2 separate regions of the Canis lupus genome follow, and region 2 is linked to region 1. The links are chromatin contacts, called in public Hi-C maps. All regions are on one chromosome and are shown on one strand. Each heading gives the region's core, a stretch centred on a gene start, on an enhancer-like site or on the middle of the called end of the contact. The rest is flanking DNA. Distances are from core to core; before and after follow the strand shown.

Evidence for each region. Hi-C and Micro-C count contacts between places; a contact is called where the count stands out from the background.
Region 2: a contact with region 1 is called in a Hi-C map of blood, with 4 times the contacts expected there. The contact joins two enhancer-like sites. A contact is called at or near these places in 7 of 9 Hi-C or Micro-C datasets (amygdala, blood, liver and 1 more).

What each region holds. Positions count from the first base shown.
Region 1 is chr4:51,263,724-51,268,671 of UU_Cfam_GSD_1.0, reverse strand. No RefSeq gene overlaps it. Among named protein-coding and RNA genes, the nearest start is that of C1QTNF2, 26 kb to the right of the region's middle. Within about 2 kb of position 1,436, at least 4 of the 20 cell types and tissues checked have an H3K27ac peak or open chromatin away from gene starts, as enhancers often do.
Region 2 is chr4:51,388,288-51,392,805 of UU_Cfam_GSD_1.0, reverse strand. No RefSeq gene overlaps it. Among named protein-coding and RNA genes, the nearest start is that of FABP6, 25 kb to the right of the region's middle. Within about 2 kb of position 1,930, at least 4 of the 20 cell types and tissues checked have an H3K27ac peak or open chromatin away from gene starts, as enhancers often do.

The DNA.
Region 1 (4,948 bases), core at 187-2,686:
TTGTTTTCCAGAATGGTTACGATTATAATGGAAATTATAATAATGGGAATTAAAATAAAAATAGCAACTATTCTTTACTGTCTCTCAAATACAGATTCTACATTTTGGGGGCTTTTATCTCATTGAATCTTCATGACAACCCTATGAAGTAAGAATTATTGCTTATTGTCATTTAATAAGTGAAAACACTGAGACTCAGAGACATGAAGGAAAAATATTGGGCTGAGCTTGACCTTTCTGGCAAACTCTAGTTCTGAAGAGTTACAAATTCACAGTCCTAAGAGCAACTTTTCCACTCAGAACTCACTTTAGTTGGTATCATTTGTTTCCCACCTGCCTTCTCGCTGTTCTTCACTGAAGCAGGGCTCTGCGGTATAATGGCATCAGGGGCCCAGAGTGCAGATTTCGGGTCTCTGTTTGCCAGTGACATCCAGTGTGACCTTGGGCAGACTGATTCATTTCTGCTCCCCTGTTTCCTTATCTGTCAAATGGGCTGATGGTACTGCTTTGACGATCTTGCAGAGTTATCTTGAAAATGAAAGGTGAATCTAATTTGGCTCGGGTTAGAGTTTAAGCTGCATGACTTTGTACCAGCCATAAAGTCTCTGGTCCTCTAAGTTTCTTATTTGTATTATGAGGGGGACATATGTGGTTGCCATGAGGCTGTCAGATTCCATGTCTATAGATGAGATAATAGGTCCAGGAGAGCCTGGAAAAGCCAGAAAGCAGCCCAAAGATGTGAAGTAGTGGTTTTATTCTTTGCTGCCCCAAACTCCCATGGTTGTGCAGTCCCTGGGCTCAGAGAGGGTCAGGTGAGCATTTGTGACTTGAATCTTCAGACTGCTAAGTGATGGTGGTTCAGGAGGGCCTGGCCTCCCTGAGGGCAGATGAAGGTTCACCCCAGATGTTAGGGAAGAGGCATCTGGGGGGAGCAAGGGGCTCAGGCATGGCCTGTCTATGGGCTCCTCAACTCAGAGTCTGCTCTCAAACCTCTGCCAAGTGGCCAGGCCTGGGTTTCAGGTCCAGAGTTGCCAAAGGAATAGCTGGAGGAAGGTATGCTAAGCCCAGGGATCAGCAAATGCAGGGTGTAGATAGGAGAACAAACTTGGCAGGTTCAACTGGTAGCAGGCCAGTCTGGCTGGAGAGAGGAAGGGGAAGAGGTCAAATACCCATCCAGGCAGCAGCACTTCCAAGAAGTCCCAGAAGCCCCATGGGGGCAGGTGAGGGATGTTCCCCAGTTCTTTTCACCACCCAGCCCTCAGGCACGGTCACCTCTGACCTCTGGGAAACCTTGGCTTTGGAGGGATCCCCCTACCTCCCAAGGCTCCAGGTGCTTTCAAAGGGGTAGATCAGTCCCCAGTAATGGGGCCAACAGCCAGCAATATCCAGCTCTGGCCACTCCCACCTGGGACTAGCTGACCTTTTTTTTGTTGTTGTTGTTTTCTTGTCTCAGCTTGCCAATAGTCTGGGTCTGGGCCAGAGGGAAGGTAGCTGGCAGGGTTCAAGATGCAGCCTTGAGGATTTGGCTCTTGCTGCCTAGCCATTACAGCCAATGCCGTGCTACCAAGGTCCCTCGGCCTCCATCTGTCAGTTCCAGAAACCCATTCACCTTGGGAGAAAGACTTCTGGCAACACAGCTGGTGGATCATGAAATCATAGACTATCTGAGCTGGCAGGGGACTCTGAGACCACAGAGTTCAGCCAGGACCTGGCTGGGGCTGCACCAGGTTCCCAAGTGTTTGCCTAGGCTGAAGGCAGGCGGTCTCTGCTGGGCCTCACAATCTGCAAACCTACCTGAGGAGTTTGCAAAAATTCCCAATGTCCAGGTTGATTGTAACAAAATCTCCAATTTTTAACACCCCACCCAGGTAATGCCAACGTGCAACCAAGGTTGAGGACCAGGGCTATGGTTACTTACAGCGCTTAGCACTGCTGTGAATATAGCAGAGCCTCTGCCATCACACAGACTTGGATCTAGCTCTTGCTCTGCAACTTCTCCCACTGAGTGACCACAACCAACTTTCCAGGCCTCTATTTCCTCATCTGTAAAAAGGGCATCATAGTAATACACCTGTCTTATATGCTATTCTCAAGGCCAAAGGTACTAATCCATGAAAAGCACATGAGGCAGTGCTTCATTCTATGTAAGAGGCCAATAAATGTGTTTATTGTTATTACTTTCCCAAAGTCAGGCATTCATCAGAAGGCTGTTCTTTAGGTTAAGTTTAAATGTTTTTATGGCTGCAGGAGTGATCTTCTCAAAACACAAGTTTGCTTCTCTCACCCGCCCACTTAAAATCATTCTGTGGTTTTCCGTCATTCGCAGGGTCAAGACAAAAGACTTCAGTTTGACCTACCAGCCTTTATGATCTAGGCTCTGCCAATCATATCTTACACCCTTTCCCTCCATGACCTGGGGAGGGGGCTTTTTTGATTGCCTCCAACTGCCATGCTTTCTCACACCACAGGACCTTCGAATGAGATGCTCCTCCCTAGAATGCCTTCCCCTCCCTGCGGCCCCCCACCCCTACCCCCAGGCTAATTCACCCTGTAGCTCTCAGCTTTGGCTTCCTTCCACTAGCAAAGCTCTCTTGACCTCTTATCAGGGCAAATCCTCACTATGGCACTCCCATAGCACTATGTCACAGCTGACGCTTTACGTTTATTTGGTAGTCATTTGTCCAACATCTGTCACCTGTGCTAGACTCTGAGCTCCAGGGAAGACAGAGACCATATCTGTGTTTTGCTCCTCCCAGTATTCCAGTTCCTAAGTCAGCGGTCTGCACCCTTGACCCCAGGACCCTTTTGCTTTTATTCTTTATTCTATTTATGCAGGGGTGGGCAGGCACCATCAGGACTCCTGTTCTCCTCTCCTCTCTGTTCCTCATAGAAGGTGGCTCCTCCAGACCCTGTGCATCCCGCCCTGGGTAGGTTCTGGTTGCATGGTGCCTGAATGGGACAAAAACTAGAGGACGGGAAGCTTTTCAGGAGTGATTCGCCCATACAGTTCTGCTGCCTGATGGGGCAGCTGAGAAATGGTTCCAGATTTAATGCCCTTGTTAGCCTTTCACTTCTGAGGCCTGGATCTCCACGTCATTAAGCTCATATCTTAAATGGTTTTTATTCAATACAGGAGCCCCAAGTGGAACATGGACTTTTTCCACGGGGAGGCCACCTTAGGTCATTGTCAGCCTCAACTTGAAGACTGCAAGGGACTGGCATGACTGGGGGTGGCTAGTTTACAAGGGCACCAGCGAAAATAAAACCCAGAGATGAAGGTGAACTCCTCGTTTTCATTTTTAATCAGGGCCAATCCGAGGGAAAATAATAAAGGAGGGGAAGAATGTTGCCAAAAGGAAAAAAAAAAAAAAAAAGCAACTTGCCAAGAAGCATCTCTGTGCCTTTTCAGAGAAGTTTTTTCTAGGTTTCTGTCTCTGAAGCGCGACAAGGCGAGGGGCCGGGCCACGTCACCCGGAGCCAGCAAGCCCCTCGCTCAGCTCGGCCCTCAGCCCTCGGCACCGTGGGTAGCAAGTCAGGCCTTCCGGCTCCTCAGAGCCTGACAGTCACCCTCCAGCCGAGCCTAAGGACGGCTGCGGAAGTGGCCCGGACAAAGGGGCAAATGAAGAGAAAGGAACGTCTCCCATTAAAGAGCAGAATCAGAGCCTTTCGTGCTGCAGCGTTTCCCTCAGCCGCGGGCAGGGCAAAGCAGGCTGCGCCTTAGCATCAGCCCGGGAGCTTGTTCACCTGCCAGAGCCCGCTCATGCCCCCCTGCGGGCCCCACCAGGGAAACTGAGGACTGGGAGGCAGTACAGCTGCCTGCCCCTCCCGCACCCCCTCCCTGCCCTGGTTGCTTCTGACTCCTTGACTGACTCGGGAGCCACTGCTGCCTTCCCCAGCCTTGCCCGGCAAGAACTCCGGAGATGTCTGCGGGATCCCTCATTAGACACCATCCTGCTTTGTGGGAGGGAAGTGCGGGGCCCAGGCCCTCCACCACTCAGGAGCGCTTCCGAATCAGGGCCCTCCGGTTCCCGCCTCCCCTCCTCCCAGGGCTTACTGGCGGGAGGGTCTGGGGCTCACACCTGGGCCTGCTGGCGGCTGGTGTCTTTGAAAGCACACCCTCTGGACTTTAGACTCCCTCCCAGTCCTACCCAGCACTCACCAGCTAGGTGACCTTGGCACTGACCTAACCTTTCTAAGGGCTCAAATCTCTCCATCTGTGAAGTGGGGATGATGATCCTAGTAGCTGCTCACAGGGCGTGCTGAGAAGCTGAAAAGAGACAATGTGTGTAAAACCTAGCATAAGGCCAACGTTAGATAATGGGACTTGTCTTCCAGCTTAGGAAACCTAGTGCCAGCAGTTGGTTGAAAGTCTTCGATGGAAGCAGAAGGCCCAGTGTGGAAGATCAACCTTCCAGAATGTGCTGGCCTGATTCATCCAGCTGCTTTAATTTATGTTTCAGAAACTCCAGACTCTTCTCCTAGGTCTGCTCTGGAGACAGAAACATGGATGTTTAGCGCCAAAATAGGTTCTGGGACCATCTGATCCAGCCTTTCTTTTTACAGATGGGAAAAGTGAGGCCACGAGATGGGAAATGGCTTAGTCAAAGCCACCCAAGGCATCAAGGAAGAGCTAGAACTGGAAAAGACATCTCTTGTTTCCCAGACAACTGCTGTATTCCTGCACTAAACCAGCCGTCTTTGCAATTTTGAATGCATGTGAAATCCTTTCGCTGAAAGCGTTAGGAAGACATGCAGCTCTTCTGTTTTTATTTTTTCTTTGCCCCAGTGCAAGGTCATGGCCGCATAATACCGGGGGCCAGAATCTCTGTCTTTCTCTCCCCCACTTTGGCTCTGGATCTAGAAAACAGCCTACAGACCAGAGTGGCTCTTCCCGCCTCTGAACCTGGGGCTCGGAGGTTTGTGTAGTAGACGCTCTCCCCCTAGTGGC
Region 2 (4,518 bases), core at 681-3,180, 120 kb before region 1:
GGATCTCTAGGCCCTGCCCTGTCACCACCGCTCAACTCTGCCCTTGTAGCAAAATGAGCCGGGCTGTGTTCCCCTAAGGCCTTGCTAATGGCAGCTGAGATGTGAGTTTCTTATTCTCACGTGTCAAGAAAGCGTGTTCTTTTAAAAATATTTTTTAGGGACGCCTGGGTGGCTCAGTGGTTGAGTGTCTGCCTCCCGTCCAGGGTGTGATGTTGGAGTCCCCGGCTGGTGTCCCGTATCGGGCTCCCAGCATGGAGCCTGCTTCTCCCTCTGCCTGTGTCTCTGCCTCACTCTCTGTGTCTTTCATGAATAAATAAATAATACCACGTTAAAAAACGTGGAAACCATGCGTAGCTAGCAGACTGCATTAAAATCCACTACGTGGCCCAGGCGACACTGTGCAAGCCCTGGTTTATAGCCCAGGCTTTGTTTTGGGAGCTCTGGGGCTGGTTCTTTGGCCTTTCTGGAGCTGTTTCCTCATCTGCAGAATACTGACAGATTGCAGTATGATTATGGGGATGAAGTCAGACCACAGATGAAGATACTGTGTGAATGATGTGATTTTTTTTGTGTTATAGTTTAAATGTGTCCTCAACAGAGCATAGGGACTTCCAGGATAGGCCTTGCACGCCCCAATTTTCTGAGTTATTACTATGTGACAGCTCTGTGCTAGGTGATCACCATGCAATACCTCATTTAATCATTTCAGGCCTAGGAGAGACAAAAACATTCCCATTTTATAGGTAAGGAAACCAAGGCTCAGAAGTGAGGTTTTTCTTAAGTCTCTCTTTTTTTTTTTCTTCTTTTTTTTTTTAGTAACATCTATACCCAACACCCAACATGGGGCTCAGACTCATAACCCGGAGATCAAGAGTCACATGTTCAGAGCTGAATTTGAACTGAGTATTGGGTTGGCCTTCAGAGCCTCTATTCATCTTCCTTATTTTCCTCTGAGTGAACTTGGAGGTACTTAGTCTGGCTATGTGACCTTATACAGGACACTTTATTTTTCTGGACATCTGTATCTCTTTGGTCAGGGGACAAGAATTTACAACCTCTATGTGCAACTGTCATGTGTTGTCATTTTCCAGAAGAGAAAAGCAAGGCTTGAAACAGTTAAGTGAAGATTGAAGTTTGGGCCTATCTGACCCCCAAACTGAGCTCTAATGACAGTAGCTCCAGAGTAACTGACTGCACAAGCCCCAAATCCAGGAGCCCTCTAGGACTCCTCCCTTCCCTCAACCCACATCCAGCATATTGGCCAGTTGTTTTCTCTCATCCTTGAAAATATATCCTTTGGGGCTGCTGTGATCTTTTAAAAGTGCAAATCAAGGGACTCCTGGATGGCTCAGTCAGCTAAGCATCCGATTCTTGATTTCGGCTCAGGTCATGACCTCAGGGTTGTGAGACTGAGCCTGCACGGGGCTCCATGCTCAGCAGGGAATCTGTTAGAGATTCTTTTGGTCCCTCTCTGCCCTTCTCCTCCTCTCTCTCTCTCTCTCTCTCTCTCTCTCTCTCATTCTCCGTCTCTAAAATAAATAAATAAACCTTTAACATTTTTTAAAACAAACAATAAATAAAAGTGCAGATCAAGTCCCTCCACACCCCTTCTTAGAAACTTGGAAGGTTTCCTAGTTGACTTGGAATAAAATCTAAAACCTTATATCTCTCACAGGGTGCTGTGCCACCCAGTCCCTCCCTGTCTCTGCCCTGAACCCCCTCTCATGCCCTCATTCCCTTTGCTCCAGCCTTAGTGGTGTCATTCTTTTTGTTCCTCTGACTCACCAGGGTGCCAAATCCTCTGCCCTCCCCTGACCTCTTGCCTCATCTGCAGGTCTTCATATAGGAGATGGCACAGTAATACCTCCCCAGGCAGGCGTCCCTGGCCATCCCCATCCCCAACCACCCTTTATCACAAGCCTTATGTTGTCCTGTTTCCGGCAGTCCTGGTATCTGATGCTCTGCACGCAGGGTACCTCCCCTAGTGGAATGTAAACTCCATTCCAGCCCAAACTTGTTTGCTTGTCCTCTCCTAAATCGCCAGTGCTTAGCCCATATCTGATAAAGAGTCGGTGCTCAACAAATATCTGATGAGCTAATGACTCATCTTGGCTGGATCTCTGTCCTCTCAGTGGGAGATCATGAACTTGCAACATAACCATTCAAGAGAAATGGAGCCTGACCATGTGCCTGGCCCCATGTTAGCCAGTGGGGCAACCACAAAGACATACCCAGGCCCGGGGTTAGTGACTCTCTGACCCCCTGGGCAGAGATATGTGCACACACAGTAAGACCAGAGACACTGTATGTATGCCCAGGTTCTGCTGAAAGCTATCTGGGCTCAGAGGTAGCTAGAGATAATGCCACATGGGTTTGGAATCAGAAATCCCCATACTCATTCTGTGCCAGAGCTGGGCCTCTCACTTAGGCTCCCTCTGTCTGAAGCACCTCTTACTGGCACCTCCAGCCCTCCCCGGCTCTGATTCATTCTTTGGACCCCAGTTTCCATAACCCTTCCCCCAGGAGGCCTTCCTTGGCTCCTCAGACCCCACCTTGAGGGCAGCCTGGTAGTGGGTCCCAGTCCTAGCACTTTGCATTTTCTGTCTGCCTGTTTCCCTGTCTATACCTCACACACACACACTGTAGGGCTATTTGTTCCAGGGACACAGGGACCTTGACCAGCACCAAGTGTAGTGCAAAGCACAAAGCATGAGTTCAAGAAGTATTTATTTCCCAAATAAATGCACAGATAAGGAATTTCTTGGGAAGCAGAATTTCATCTTTCTGAGGCCAAGACAAGGCAGTGAGTTCCAGAGCCCCTCCACTTAGCTGTGGCCCACTCTCTGTATTTGCATTGGCCTGGCCACCTCCCTATCTGGAGGCTCTAGTGTCAAGTCCCAAACTGATGTTTTCTCTTCTTCTTTTCTTTTAAATAAACTTTACCTCCAACATGAGGCTGGAACCCCTGACCCTAACTCAGATCAAGGGTCTCAGGCTCTACTGACTGAGCCAACCAGGTGCCCCCAAAATATGTTTTGGTTTGTTTTGATTTACCAGGCTGGTTTTTTTTTTTTTTTTTTTTTTTTTTTTTTTTTTTTTTTTTAAAGCAAACTCTATGCCCAACATGGAGCTCAGACTCATTACCCCAAGATCAAGAGTCGCATGCTCTACCAACTGAACCAGCCAGACGCCCATTGATACTTTCTCTTGTTAATTTTTTCTTGAGAATAGCTCCACTATGTACACATCTCAAGAAGTACAAAAGGGTATGCGTGAGGTGGCTCCCTGCCTCTCCTTCCTGGAGGTCAGCTGCTGCCAGCCCTTCCCTCTGCTGGACTCCTCTTTGTGGTACGTGGTACGTGCCCCAGAGAGGCCTGCAGCCTGCGTTTCCTGGCCTCTCTAGCTACAGAGGAAGGAGAACATCACTTTTGGCATTAGTGGCCTCTCTCTGTAGCTGGGTCCAGGCAGAGCGATGGAGGAGGTAAAGGCAGAGAGCCAGGATGATTCATCCCAGGCTGGAAGATTCCCAGGCTCCAGGGCAGCTGGGGAACCCCCTTGCAGCGAGAACAGACAGTGCCTGCTGTCCTGCATTACAAGGTCTCTGCTGGTCCTCCTGGCCAGACCCCCGGAGATGCCAAACGGCTTGACAAAGGGTGGAAAGAAGCCAAGGCTCCCAGGGTGAAGGATCTCACTCCAGTGTGGGACCTGGAGGAGGAGCATCCTCAATCTGTCTCATTTGGCCACTTCTAGCTCTAAACCTTCCTCACCAAAGGATAGTGAAGACAGTAAAAAAGAAAAAAGAAAAAAAAATCTCAACAGCCCCTCTCTGCCCAAACAGAGGACTTGAGGTCAACATTGGTTAAGACAGGGCAGCCTGGGTGGCTCAGCGGTTTAGCGCCACCTTCAGCCCAGGGCATGATCCTGGAGTCCCACGTCGGGCTCCCTGCATGGAGCCTGCTTCTCCCTCTGCCTCTCTCTCTCCTCTCTGTGCTTCTCATAAATAAATAAAATCTTTTTTAAAAAAATATTGGTTAAGACAAATGTAGAAGCACCCAAGAAAGCAAACCTGCCAGGGTTCTGGGAAAGAGGCAGAGCTGGTTCCCTAATCCAGGGTTTGCTGGAGGCTCTTCTAGGGGACTGCCAGGTATATGAGCCTCCGGTCTTGTGCATTTTTTTTTTCAGTGCAGAGTTGACAGCTATGATTTTCAGTCACCACTGAGTTGCAAGGAGTAGAGCGGGACAAGATATCTCCTAGTAAAATTCAGTTTCGTATTTCCCATACCTCAGAACAGGGAAGGCAGGTACTCAGCATTCACAGCCACCCCCATACCCCTTTCTGCTCCTCCTTAGTTAATCATGGCACCTCGTCTAATAAGCAGTGCGTGTTCACACTCAGGATGCTACCTGTTTGCCACCCCTGCCCTAAAGGGAACTCTGCCCTAGCCCTACCAGCCCCACAAGTGGCCCACGGGAATGGGGTCCCCCATTTTGCAGAGCGCAACCTGGGCAGCCCCCTCC